Regions from separate parts of the Mus musculus genome. Here region 1 is linked to region 2. The links are chromatin contacts, called in public promoter capture Hi-C maps. All regions are on one chromosome and are shown on one strand. The core of a region is the stretch at or near the end of the contact, and the rest is flanking DNA. Distances in the headings are between cores, read along the strand shown. Region 1 holds the start of Cnbp (cellular nucleic acid binding protein). Region 2 holds the start of 1600020E01Rik (RIKEN cDNA 1600020E01 gene).

Region 1 (6,735 bases), core at 485-2,984, 1.3 Mb after region 2:
AAAATTAAGCCCTTAATTCAGCCCTTGGGATTCCAATAAATTATTCCTTTTATAGTCCAGCATACAAAGAGTTCCTTGTAGACAAGCAGCAAACTTAAGCTTTAAAAGAAAAAAAAAAGCACCTAGGACTATGCGGGTTACAATTTGATAAGCTTGAATTTTAACCAAAGTAACTTTCAGTTTTTCAGACTTAAAGAATAAAGTGATAAGGATCACAGTTTATGTATCTTTTTTTAAAACTTTCAAAATCTTAAATTCAATATATACTAGGAGCAAATGGCTAACAAATTTGCAAATTTAAAATTAATCCATTGTCATAAGTCTCTCCAGAATTGGGTCAAGCAACAGGAAATGGTAATTTTTATCACATAAAACTACATCTGGGGGTAAATTGGGGATATAACTTAATTCCCTTTTACTTTAATGCAGTCAGATTGAGTGTCGTGGTTTCTTGTCTATTTTGTGTCTTCAAGAATATTGCAAAAACCTAACCAGCCGATTGCTGTGCAATGTCTCCTTTTCCAAGACCCCCACCCCCACCCCAGATGTAGTCACTTCCTCTGAAAGTGCCTGGTGGCCGAGGCCATGTGCTTGACATGTGGCAACAGGCAAAAGGCTTCACCTATAAAATCAACACCTAAACCCAAGTGAGAACGATTAAACCGTCCTAAAACAGGTTTTCACGGTAATGAAAAATCTAGATTGATCTTTGCCAACTCTACTTCCGAGGCTTTCTTGTAATTTATATCCATTTAATCCGAGAAATATTGGCAAGGACTTCTGCCACCCTGATGGCCTTAAAGGCCTGACAACCTACGGGTCCTATCCACCCGGTTCCCGCTCCATTAAAAAAAAAAAGGGGGGGGGGGGGTGAGGGACCTAAGACTTGACTCTCATCGATCCAGGGAAAGGTGGTTTCTTTTGACTAACGATGTCGAATAAGCTGCTTAAGAATACGAACTACAAGAAATCAGGAGTTTGAATAAAGGTCGCCAGTACAGAGAACCGAATCCAGACTCCCAAGCCTTACAGCGGCGTGCGCGGGCTTCGTCACAGGCCAGGTCCTGAGGCCCCGCAGCCGCTGGCACATGGCCCGCCAGGCCTCCACCGGGCGCTCGGCCTGGGGACCTCCACCTCGACCAGGCTCTCGCCCCCGCCACACCGCCCCGTTCCAGGAGTTCCCGCCACACTGGCCCTCGGCGCTAGGCCCGCGCGCGACTCTCCTCGCCTCGGCCCCAAGGGCGCCGGGCCTCGTCGCCACACGGATGAGGCCTGCGTGGCCCTCGGGGCCAAGAGAGGGCCCCACGCTCCAGCCCTAGTGCCAGCGCCGCAGGACGGACAGGACGCCCGCCACAGTACGGCGGGCCAGAAACTGGAGCCGAGACGCCGCTCGGGCCGAGCCCCGCGCCTGACGCAGCAGGGCGCAGGCCGAGGTGCGGCCGCCATCGCGCCTCGCAGTTCCGGCCCTCCGTCCGTCTCGGCCGCACCAACCCCGCCACCTCCGTTGCGCAGGCTACACCCTCGCCTCTCACCTTCGGCGTCTGAGCTGCCCACAGCGGAGGAGACTCGGACGAAGAACCAAGAAGGCGACTCGCAAAGCAGCGGCTGTTTATTTTCAGGGTCCTTGCCTGCGCCACACGCGGGTCTGCACACGGCCCCACACACGCCGCTGCGCACGGCTCTCCTCCGCCTCGCCCACGGATCCAATCAGCGCAGGAAGCCAGGCCAGCCAATCAGAATCGCCCGCTGGGAGCGCGGCCTCGCGCGAGGGCGGCAGGGGCGGGGCGGACTGCTCCACGCCCAGCCTCTTCCGGCCCGCAGCGCTCGCGGCCTTCCCGCCCGTACCTGGGTTCCGTGTCTACGATGAGTGGTTCGCTGCTTTCCTACTAGCAGTTCGTCCCTCGAACCTTTGCTGGTTCTCTCCAGCCTACGGGGCTGATCCGGGCAGTGGTCGCAGCTTGCGGGAGCCAATCTCCCCCTGCCCGGCCTCCCCTAAGCCTGGTGGGGCTCAGAAGCAGACCAGGTTCCAATACACACACACTTAGGTTTGGGGGAAGGTCTTAGTGGCCTGATCATAGAAGCGGCTGTGGCTACCGTTACGGTCCATGAGATGCGTTTGGGTTTTGTGTTTCCTGGGTATAAACCGACAGCGCGCTGCTAGTGCCCCTGGCTTGCAATAGCCCCAAATGAAAATGCCTAATGAGGTTGAAGATGGTGACAGGTGATTTGTGTCACAACACTTCTTGTGACCCATAATGAATGACATCCCTAGGATTTGTGGATGAGAGGAGGCCAAGAAAGTTATTGCCTGGGCTGCCCCATTCAGGAGTGACCGTCGTTTGCATTTCATGGTGTCTCCAAAATAGATTGTGTGTGTAGTCATAGGTCCTCAAAGCAGAAGATAAATTTTTCCTGTAAGTCCTGGGTTTGATTCCCTAGCGTTACCACACACCCTGAAGACAATTTCTATATAAACTAAAGCATTCTAGAACTCTGTCCCGTTTTAATGATTTTTTTAATACAAACATGAAGAATCTGGAAATCTCAAGTCTCTTGAGTTCTAAAAAGTACTAAAATTTGTCTAGATTTTAGTTTCCGCTAGCGACTTACTCTTTAAACTTACACATGGGCCTGCAGAAATGACTTAGAAGTTGAGAGCAGCCAGGCGTGGTGGTGCATACCTTTAGTCGCTTGCACTTGAGAAGTAGAGGCAGTAGGATCTCTTGTCAGTCCAAGTTCATCTAATCTACATAACAAGTCCCAGGTCAGCCATAGCTACATAGTAAGACCTTTGGGCTGTAGATATGGTTTAGAAGAGCATTTGTCTCGCACAAGACTCTAGATTCCATTTCAACAGAAGAACAAAATGTTCAACCATAGTCAGACCCAGTCTCAAAATAAGCAAAAAAAAACAAAAACAAAAAACAAAAAAAAAAAAAAAACACCAGCAACAACACATGCTGCTATTGAAGAGAACCAGAATTCAGTTCCCAACACCTATATCCTACTAACAACTACATATAACTCCAGGTCCAGAGGATCTAATGTCCTCTAACTTAGGAGGTGCACATAAATATACCCAGCCACATACACATAAATCTTTGTTGTTGTTCTCGTTGTTTGAGGCAGGGTCTCTACATGGCCCTGGCCATCCTGCAACTCACTACTCATAGACCATGCTGATCTTGAACTCACAGAGCGTTGCAGATAAAGCAACTGCAGACAAGCAGCATCTTCATAAATTCTAGCAGTGAGTATGTATAAGGCAAAGCTATATATGAAGCCCCTACTGCTTCAAAACACGAGAACCCTAAACTGCTTTTTGCTTTTAAGACAGGATCTCACTATGTAGTCTTGCCTGGCCTCGAACTCAAAGATATCTGCCTGCCTTTACCTCTTTCTACTAGAATTAAAGGTGCATGACATCATACCAGTCTAAATTAATAATTTTTTGACTTGTTCCTAATTTACCATTTTAAGCACAATCACACATAAACTGTTTGATCTTTCTTTTAGGCCCAGGGATGGAATGTTTCTTATATTAAAAATTGCTTTGAAACTGGGCGTGGTGGTGTGACAACTGATGACTCTTCACTTGGCGCCCAACATTCTCTAATTATCACTATTCATGGAACCAGACTGGCCATGAGGCACTGTGATAGTTGGCAAGGAGATCTATAATGGAAGTTAACTTGTAGTTACTGAATATGTCCACCCATTTCACACAAAATGTTTAAAAATAAGGCAGAAAAACAAAACAAAACAAAACAGCTTTACCAAAAGCTGAGCTGTGGGTCAACCAAGACGGTTCACCAAGTAACATTGTCACTGCCTGGTTTCACAGCCTGGGCTTGATCTCTGAACCCAGATGTGAGAAGGAAAGAATGGATGCTCCTCCGCCCCCAACTTGTCCTCTGACCTCTATACACATGGGATAGCACATTTCCAAATATACACAAGCGTATACATACAAAAATATATAAATAAAGTATATTTTTTTAAGTTAAGCTGTCAATGATGCTGAAGAAATAGACTCCTGCTCTAGTCTCTGCCCTTGGGATGTGTTTTACCCATCCTCCATGCCTGTTCAATGTTAGGCATTGTGCGTAGTGTCACCTGGGTTACAAAGGTATTCAGTTATCCTCTAGACCTTGCTCTTGAAGAACTTGCCGGTTAGCAGGGGCCATAAGAAAGTACTGAATGTTGAAGAGAGGACCAGCGCTATGACTCAGCAGGATTCAGTCCTTAAAACAGGTCACAGTAGAGCAGCTACACTTGCCAACTCTCCATTTCCCATTCAGTGCCCAGCTGCATAGCACATGCCTTAGATTCTGCTGTCAGACTAGGATGATACATAGGTCTTTTCCTTTATGTTTTCTGTGCCAGCAGGGACACTGCTGTGACTTTACTTGGAAAGTATGTGGCTAAGGAAGAGGAGAACAGACTGATGTTTCCACCCATGTACGCCTCCAAAGCAGAAAGGGACTAGACTAAATCCTGAAAAAAGCAGGCTGGGTGTGGTAGAGCACACCTGTAATCCTAGGGATCAAGACCAAGATCGGAAGAACTCAAGCAACTCAAGGACAGCAGACCTACAGAGTGAGTCCCGAGTAGGTCTAAAATGTGAGATGCTGTCTCAGAAACAAAACACCAGGCAAGAAGATGGCTTGGTGATTAAGAGCAGGCTTTTGCAGAGGACAAAGGTCCTGACCCCAGATTACTTGTGACTCCAGCACGGGGATCCCATACCCTTTCCCTAGTGCACACTCACATGTACACGTTCCCACAAAGTCACACGCGCGCACGCGCACACACACACACACACACACACACACACACACAATTACAGTTGAGCCGGGCGTGGTGGCACACGCCTTTAATCCCAGCACTCGGGAGGCAGAGGCAGGCGGATTTCTGAGTTTGAGGCCAGCCTAGTCTACAAAGTAAGTTCCAGGACAGCCAGGGCTACACAGAGAAACCCTGTCTTGAAAAACAAACAAACAAACAAAAAATTTTTAAATATCAAAGAAAAACTAAACTAAAAAAGGAATCAATGATAGGTAGATGACTAAGCATTAAAATTATGAATATAAAGCTTTCATAGAATGTCAGGCATAAAGTAAACAGGATCATTCTGTCATATGCTACTACCAATTGAATGCTGATTCTAGATTGGTTTGGTCTACTTGTTGGTTTGTTGGTTTATTTGCCTCGCCTGGAATTCACTATGTAGACCAGTCTGACCTTGAACTGCACAGAGATCCACCTCTTCCTCCATCAGTACAGGCAAAGGAGGAGCCCGGGCAGGGCTTGAGCCCGTTCTCCTCCCACCTCCATCTCTTCAGTATCACCCGTCAGCATGTGCCACCATCACCAACTGTTTTGGATCTTTATTTATTTAATATTTTATTATGTTGTTTTTGATTCAGGATCTCACATTGTAGCCCTGGCTAGCCTGGAACTCACCAGGACCAGACTGGGTTAGAACCTGCCCCTGCCTCCTAAATTCTGGGATTAAAGGAGTGTGCTACCACCCCCAGGTGGTGTTTTTGTTTTGAGACAAAATTTCCTATAGCCCAGGGTGGGCCCAAACTTGCTACAGAACCCAAATGACCTGAACACCTGAATCTCTAGCCTCTGCCTCCCTGGATGCTGGGATCACAGATAGGCATCACTATGCCCAGCTATGCCAGGCATTTTTATGATTTTCATGAGTTTTCACAAAACTTTTGTAAGTTCTCACCATCCACTCAGCTCCATTCCTAAAAACTGTGTTCTTAAAAATGTTATATAAGGGCTGGTGAGATGGCTCAGTGGGTAAGAGCACCCGGCTGCTCTTCCGAAGGTCAGGAGTTCAAATCCCAGCAACCACATGGTGGCTCACAACCATCCGTAACGAGATCTGACTCCCTCTTCTGGAGTGTCTGAAGACAGCTACAGTGCCCTTACATATAATAAATAAATAAATCTTTAAAAAAAATGTTATATAAGCCAGGAACCTTTGAGTCAGAGGCAGGAAGATCTCTGTGAGTTCAAGGCCAGCCTTGTCTACAGAGTGAGTTCTAGGACAGCCAGTACTATATAGAGAGACTTTGTCCTCTAGAAGGAGGAGGTGGAGGAGGAAAAAAAAGAGAAGGAAATTAAAAAGTTATGTAAATGGAGTCAGACATGTAGCCATTGGAGATTATCTTTTTTTTCTCCCATTATAGTTGTCTGTAAATCCATTCCAAATCACTGTAGATCAATAATCCATTCTTTTTATTGCTGATATTCCTCAGTTGGGTATACCACATGTGTTTAGCTACTGGTCATGGAAGGGCCTCCTTCCAGTTTCAATGATTATGGCACTGCAAAAGAAAGTAAATCAATTGGTACAAAAATTTACTCAATGTTCCTCTATGAATGTAAATTTTCATCTTGCCTCTCACTTTCCAATTAGCATTTCCCAGATTACTAGGGGAGCTAAACATTTCTTCTAAAATTGTAGTCTTCAAGTTTCTTCTTTCCAGAAGAACCTATTTTGAACATTTTTCTATTGACTTGGTCTCTTTCTTGTTAATTTTTAAGTCTTGTTAGCATTTCTTTCTTCCTTTCTTCCTTTCTTCCTTCCTTTCTTCCTTCCTTCCTTCCTTCCTTCCTTCCTTTCTTTCCTTTACTTTTTTTGTTTTTTGTTTTTGTTTTTCTGAGACAGGGTTTCTCTGTGTAGCCCTGGCTGTCCTGGAACTCACTTTGTAG
Region 2 (6,116 bases), core at 1,254-3,753:
GAGCGAACCTACGCTGTTCTAGCTGCACCCCATCCCCTTCTCAGAGGAAAGCCTGGCATTGATTAGATACTGGGCCAGGCTAATACTGGCAGCCGAGCCAGTAATAGTGACCTGCCTTCCAGAAGAGCCTTCCACCGGGTTGGCAATTTTGATCTGGGCCCCGGACATCTGGCGGATCTCATTGATGTTGGCGCCTTGGCGCCCGATTATGCAGCCGATTAAGTTATTTGGAATGGTGAGTTCATGGGTGGTTTGAGTAGATGCATCCAAACTTGCCCAATAGCCTTTCACCTCTGGAGAGCTGGAGTCAATTCCGGCGAATCCCGTCCCGCCGTGCATCATGGCAAAGTGAGACTGTTGTCTTGCCACCTGGTTCAGCTTGGCCAGATCCAGCGGAGAAATGGTGTGTTGTCCTTGAATCGAGTAGGCGTCTAGAGGTGGTCCCTCCAGGTCGTGGGTGGCGTGGGGGTAGCCCGCCGCGTCGCTGCAGCGATCTTGGCCGCCCGCGCAGATGACTGGCGAGCTGGCCGGCATGGGCTGGTACGGGATGGTCATGACTCTCCCCTGTGGAGACTGGGAGAGCGTCTCCAGCATGACCAGGCAGATCTGCTTCACACACTCGGTGACGGACTGCGGCACGCCGGCGATAGTGATAGCCCGCTCGGTCGAGTTGGGCAGCATATCCCCCGCCACCTGGACCTGGGCCCCGGTGCTCTCGCGGATCTCCTTGATCTTGCAGCCGCCCTTGCCGATCAGGGAGCCACACTGGGTGGCGGGCACGACCAGCCGAAGTGTGACCGGGGGCCTGCTGGCCGCCGTACTGTTGGTCATGGAGCTGTTGATATCTTCCTCCAGCTTGTCGATGATCATGGCGAAGGCCTTAAAGATGGCATTGGTAGGCCCAGTCAGCGTGATGATCCTCTCCGGGCAGTTCCCCTCCGAGATGTTGATCCGCGCGCCGCTCTCCTCGCGGATCCTCTTCACCGACTCCCCTTTCTTCCCGATGATGCTGCCTACTTCCTTTCCGTGCATCAGCAGCCGAATGGTGAGAGTCACGTTGAGTCCGCTTTCAGTCACACCGGCGTCCATGGCGAGCGGCGGGCGGCGTTCGGGAGTTGGGCTCGTTACGTGGTCAAGTCCTGGGCGGCTGGCGGGGGAGGGGAGGAGTAGGCCCGAACTGCCGGCGCGAGGCGAGCGGGGGGCCGCAGGAGCGGGCGGGCGCGGGCGGGAGGCCGCGGCGGCGTCGCAGGACTGGCGGCGGCGGCGACGGGGGCGAGCGGGACCGGGAGCGGTCGACGGGCGGGTGGGCGAGGGCGCGGCGGTGGCGACTCCGGCGGCAGCCTCGGCGGTCTGGGCGGGGCGGGAAGCCCGCTTTCAACCCCGCGTACCCTCTGACCCCGGAAGTGCTTTCCGCGCAGGACCCCTAGGAGAAAAAAAAGAGGACCGGCTTTTTTAGGTCACAAGACTGCGCCAGCGCGCGCGACCCTTGAGAAAAATAACCCGGTGGCACCGCCGTCGGGTTGAAAACGGACAACGTGGGCAAAACTGGGGACCCGGCAGAGATTGAGAGGGAGCACGTGTTTTGTTAACCCTAGCGGCTCCGGCAGGGGACTGGGAAAATATACTGGTTTTGTGCCGGGGACAGATAATTGTTTCCCGGTCCGCCCAAGGATTCGATGGCGGAGCGATACAGGCATCGGCGGAGGCCGCTGCAGGCGGGAGCTAGGCCGCCGCGGGTCGAAAACGTGCGCGGGAGGGGACCAGGGCGCATGCGCGGCAGCGAGGGGGGGCGCGAGCGGCCCGCGTTGGCTTCCGTGGGGGGAGGGGCGGCGAGGCGAGGCGCGGCCCGGCGGCTGTGCACGCGCTCTGCTGGGCACGTGGGGCCCCTTCGTCCCCGGCGTCCGGGCGCCTGGTCCCAGCCCCCACCTTGGCCTCCGTCCGGCGGCTGCGTCCGCGACGCAGAGAGACTCGAGCGAGAGTCACCCGCCCCGGCGAGTGCCGCTCGGGCTAGTGGCGTTAGGAACGGGGGCCGCTGGAATGGCGTCCACTTACATAATGCTTTGTTTGCACTTGGTCGGCTCCGGTTAGGGAAGCCCTCGGAGGCGCTACCTCCTGCCCTCGTGTTTTATGTCCCACGATAGTTCCCGAGACCTTAGAGGAGCGGTGCGCACTGACGGCGTGCCGGCATGGCCCCCCGCATGTCCGCGCTGGCTCGCCCGCCGCCTGGACCACGCTTTCGGGAGGCGGCCAAGCCTGGGCGCCGCCGCCATCTTGGGAGGTCGCCCTGACCGAGGCCTCCCGCCGGGAAATGGCCCTCGAGACGCTGGAGAGCGCCTTGTGCTTTCTTTGCCGGCTCCTCGTGCCGCCGCCATAGTCAGCCTGGAGGAGGTCGTGTGAAGGAACGTGTTGTTTAATACTTGGCCGAAAGGACCAGCGTGGCGTTCCTCACCCCACCGCCACCCCACCCCCGAGCGGGGAGGGCTGGCGGCCATGTTTCCCAACAAAATGGCGACACGTGTCGCCATCGAAAAATTGGGCCGGGTCTGAAAGCTCTAGAATGTGCCTTTCATCAGTCTCAGAATTTCCCATAGGATGAAACAGCAAGAGGTGCTTTTGGAAGAAAGTTAATTCCCTTGGTGGGCAGGAGAATAAATAAAATGCAGGCCTGACACGGGATTTTTAAAAAACTGAGTAATGGCAGGCAGGTGTGTGCCTGTGTGTGTGCGTGCGCGCGTGTGTGCACAGTATGTAACCAAGTACCCAAGCATCTAGAAAAAATTTCTAGTTTTTTTCTAGATGTTGTACAGGTGGTGCTGTAACTGATTTAAGATTGTTATGCCTAATAAGCCATAGAATGGCAATGTCTCACTATTCAACTGTCCAGTGATCCTAAAGTTCACAGTTATGTCCACTTTTCCACCTTTACAGTCAAGAGGAACAGATTGTGGGTGTGGGTGTGCCACAGCAGATTCCATTCTAAACATTTTATCCCATGCAATATATATTTTTTTTAATTGAAAATTCCATGAAGTGGGTATTTATTTCTCTTTCTTTTCCCCAACAGAGCAAGACAATCCCAGAGAGATGAATGAAGTGAATGACCCAAGGTTACACAGGATGGAACCTATATCTTCTGATTTCTCTACTGGTGAGCACCTTTTGCAGATTTTTTTATTTGAATCAGAGTTTTAGAATTTAATTTTGCTGAGCTGGTTATCAGACATAGGATCTCTAACTTTTTAGCCAAGCTGTCTACCACTACGCCACAGTTTTGTGTGTGTGGTTTTTTTTTTTCAGTGCAGAGGCACTGAGCTCTGGATCCTCCTGTCTCACTTCACAAACACTGGAATGACAGGATGTGCCACCACTGGCATGTTGAGGGCATGGTAGGAAACACCTTTAATCCCATCACTGGGGAAACAGAAACAGGTAGATCTTTGAGAATTTGAGGCCAGCTGGGGCTACAAAGTGATACCCTGTTTCAAAAAAAAAAAGAGAAAGAAAAGAACTGACTTGTGTGAACTTGTCATTTCTAAAGGAGCCACTCAGAACCCCCCCCCCCCCCCCCCCCCCCCCCGCCCCGCACCTGTTTGTATGTTCCGTGCCTTCACTTATTCCTGGTGTTAGTGACATTTGTTTAGGCTCAAATATTATTTTACAAAGCCTCTGGATGAGGACAGGAAGAGGATGTGATTCAGGCTTGCCCAAAAGTTCAGTATCTGTTCATCTGGCCTCATCTGAGGCCCATTTCCCTCCACCTGGCTCCAAGGGAGCAAGCGAGCAGTTCCCTAGAGACTTGCTTTCCTCAGTTGCTTGTGGATGGATTTCTGGTTTCTCCATCCCAGTCCTTTAAGCAGATAAAATAAGTTACTTTACCTGGTTCCAATCATCTATTTCTCTTTAAATATTGACAGAGCATGGAGGAATATTAGATAAATCATAACTTGTGACTCCTCAAACCATGCGGCCTTCACTATTCAGTGTATTCAATTAAGTTCAATGTAGGTCATAAATCAGCTTTTTTCGTAAAAGCAGCACAGATGCATGTGGTATGGAATTATAATTACAGAGAGGTTATAACCTTCATTTAAATTTGTTAAATACTCATGGAAATGAGTGTATAGTTAGGTATGTTTAAATTTATTAAACTCACCTGGTCTAGAAGGTGAGGGTACTTCTCAGGAATAGACTCAAGCTCCCAATTAGGTCAGCTATTTCTACCCATAATTCCTAAAATCATGTACTGAAGTCTGCAAATAGCTATTTATTAGGCTCACATTTAAAAATTAGGTTGGGTTTTTGTTGTCTTGTTTTAAGACAGGGTATCGCCATGTAGCCCTGGCTAGCCTGGAACTTCTTTTGCAGACCAGGCTGGCTTTGAACTCCGAGCGATTCATCTGTCTGTCTCTGCCTCTCCAAAGTTCTGGGAATAAAGATGTGTAGCACCACACATGGCAAGCAAAAGAAGACTTGGGGGTTTTTTTGTTGTTGTTGTTTTTCAAGAAAGAGTTTCTCTGTGTAACAGCCCTGGGGCTGTCTTGGAACTTAGTCTATAGACCAGGCTCAGCTTGTACTCCGATGTAGGTAGTGGATAGCGCAACAAACATGTACTGGAGTGGCTGTGGCTGTGTGGGTGTCGGAGAGAAGAGCTTTTTGATTGAAATTACATTTAGATCACATGTCAAACTTTTCTTTTTTCTTATATATTTTTAAAATTTTTGTCTTTTTTATTTTTTGGATTTTTTTTTTTTAAGATTTATTTATTTATTATATGTAAGTACACTGTAGCTGTCTTCAGACGCACCAGAAGAGGGCATCAGATCTCATTACGGGTGGTTGCTGGGATTTGAACTTTGGACCTTCGGAAGAGCAGTTGGGTGCTCTTACCCACTGAGCCATCTCACCAGCCCTGTTTGTTTGTTTTTGAGACAGGGTTTCTCTGTGTAGCACTGGCTGTCCTGGAACTAACTCACTTTGTAGACCAGGCTGGCCTCGAACTCAGAAATCTGCCTGTCTCTGCCTTCCAAGTTTTTGTCTTGTTTTGTTTTGTTCTTGTTTTTGTCTTTTGAGACAGGGTTTCTCTGTATAGCCTTGGCTTATTTATTTTATGTATGTGAGTGCACAGTAGCTGTCTTCAGACACATCAGAAGAGGGCATCAGATCCCATTACAGATGGGTGTGAGTCACAATGTGGTTGCTGGGAATTGAACTAAGGACCTCTGGAAGAGCAGCCATCTGTCCTGTCCAGCTGGTGTCAAACTTTTCACATTAACATTATGTTACCTCTGTCCAGAGCTTTAGCAGACACACAGTAGCAGCTATGACAATACCAGCATGCAGACCTCAGTGTGTACCACACTGTCCTGAGCATTGCAAGATGTTGGAACTCAAGGCTAAGCACAGTGTAAAAAGAGAAATATTATAAGAAATTTAAATGACTCGCACATATGTATACACACAGATATATAACAAAACTATCATAAAAGAGAATTGCTACTTGAAATATACTCTAGAAATTTCTGCGGCCCCCCCCCCCCCTTTGTTGTTTTGTTTTTCGAAACATGGTTTCTCTCTATAGCTCTGGTTATCCTGGGACTCACTGTGTAGACCAGGCTGGCCTCGAACTCAGAGATCCGCCTGCCTCTGCCTCCTGAGTGCTGGGATTAAAGGCGTGTGCCACCACTGCCCGACATGCCCATTTCTTTATAATTAAATGCCCATCCGCAAGTGATGACAGATACACATTTAGTCTTTTCAGAACTTGAAATAAATGGTGACATTTACAATTTTCAGACATAAAAGACTTGAGTATAGGCCATTTGAGTTTGAAAGCTATATCTTAAACCCCTAAACTACATACAGATTTTGATGGGTGCCTCTTCCTGCATAGTGACCCAGTAGATTAAGGCATCTAAAATATTAGTACTAAAAAAGTCATGTAATAGAGGCAGGCATGGTGGTACACATCTTTAATCCCAACACTCTGTAGGCAATGGCAGAGGCAAGTGGGTCTCTGAGTTTCAGGCTAGTCTGGTTTACATAGTGAATTCCAGGCCAGCTATGGCTTCTGTCTCAAAAGGAAAAGGCAACAAACAAAAGAAATCAGGTAACAAAAA

The links. Capture Hi-C pulls out chosen DNA fragments and counts their contacts.
Region 1: a promoter capture Hi-C map of liver shows a contact between it and region 2, with 2.6 times the contacts expected there. The contact joins the promoter of Cnbp here to the promoter of 1600020E01Rik in region 2. A contact is called at or near these places in 1 of 39 promoter capture datasets (the C10 cell line), 1 of 484 Hi-C or Micro-C datasets (CD4 T cells), 1 of 115 datasets of contacts at active chromatin or transcription factors (astrocytes) and 3 of 9 other capture datasets (adipose tissue, liver and macrophages).

What each region holds. Positions count from the first base shown.
Region 1 is chr6:87,849,372-87,856,106 of GRCm38.p6, forward strand. It overlaps Cnbp (cellular nucleic acid binding protein), which reads right to left and starts at 1,735. Exons shown (of 5, transcript NM_001347325.1): 1 at 1,533-1,735. It overlaps Gm44064 (WAS/WASL-interacting protein family member 2), which reads left to right and starts at 131. Exons shown (of 2, transcript XM_030255689.1): 1 at 131-136; 2 at 989-2,942. The coding sequence starts at 131. The coding sequence ends at 1,867.
Region 2 is chr6:86,524,827-86,530,942 of GRCm38.p6, forward strand. 1600020E01Rik (RIKEN cDNA 1600020E01 gene) reads left to right here and starts at 2,504. Exons shown (of 5, transcript NR_037960.1): 1 at 2,504-2,607; 2 at 3,065-3,148. Pcbp1 (poly(rC) binding protein 1) reads right to left here and starts at 1,363. Exons shown (of 1, transcript NM_011865.4): 1 at 1-1,363. The coding sequence starts at 1,089. The coding sequence ends at 19. It overlaps Gm38676 (a long non-coding RNA gene), which reads left to right and starts at 3,938. Exons shown (of 2, transcript XR_869219.1): 1 at 3,938-4,580; 2 at 5,632-6,116.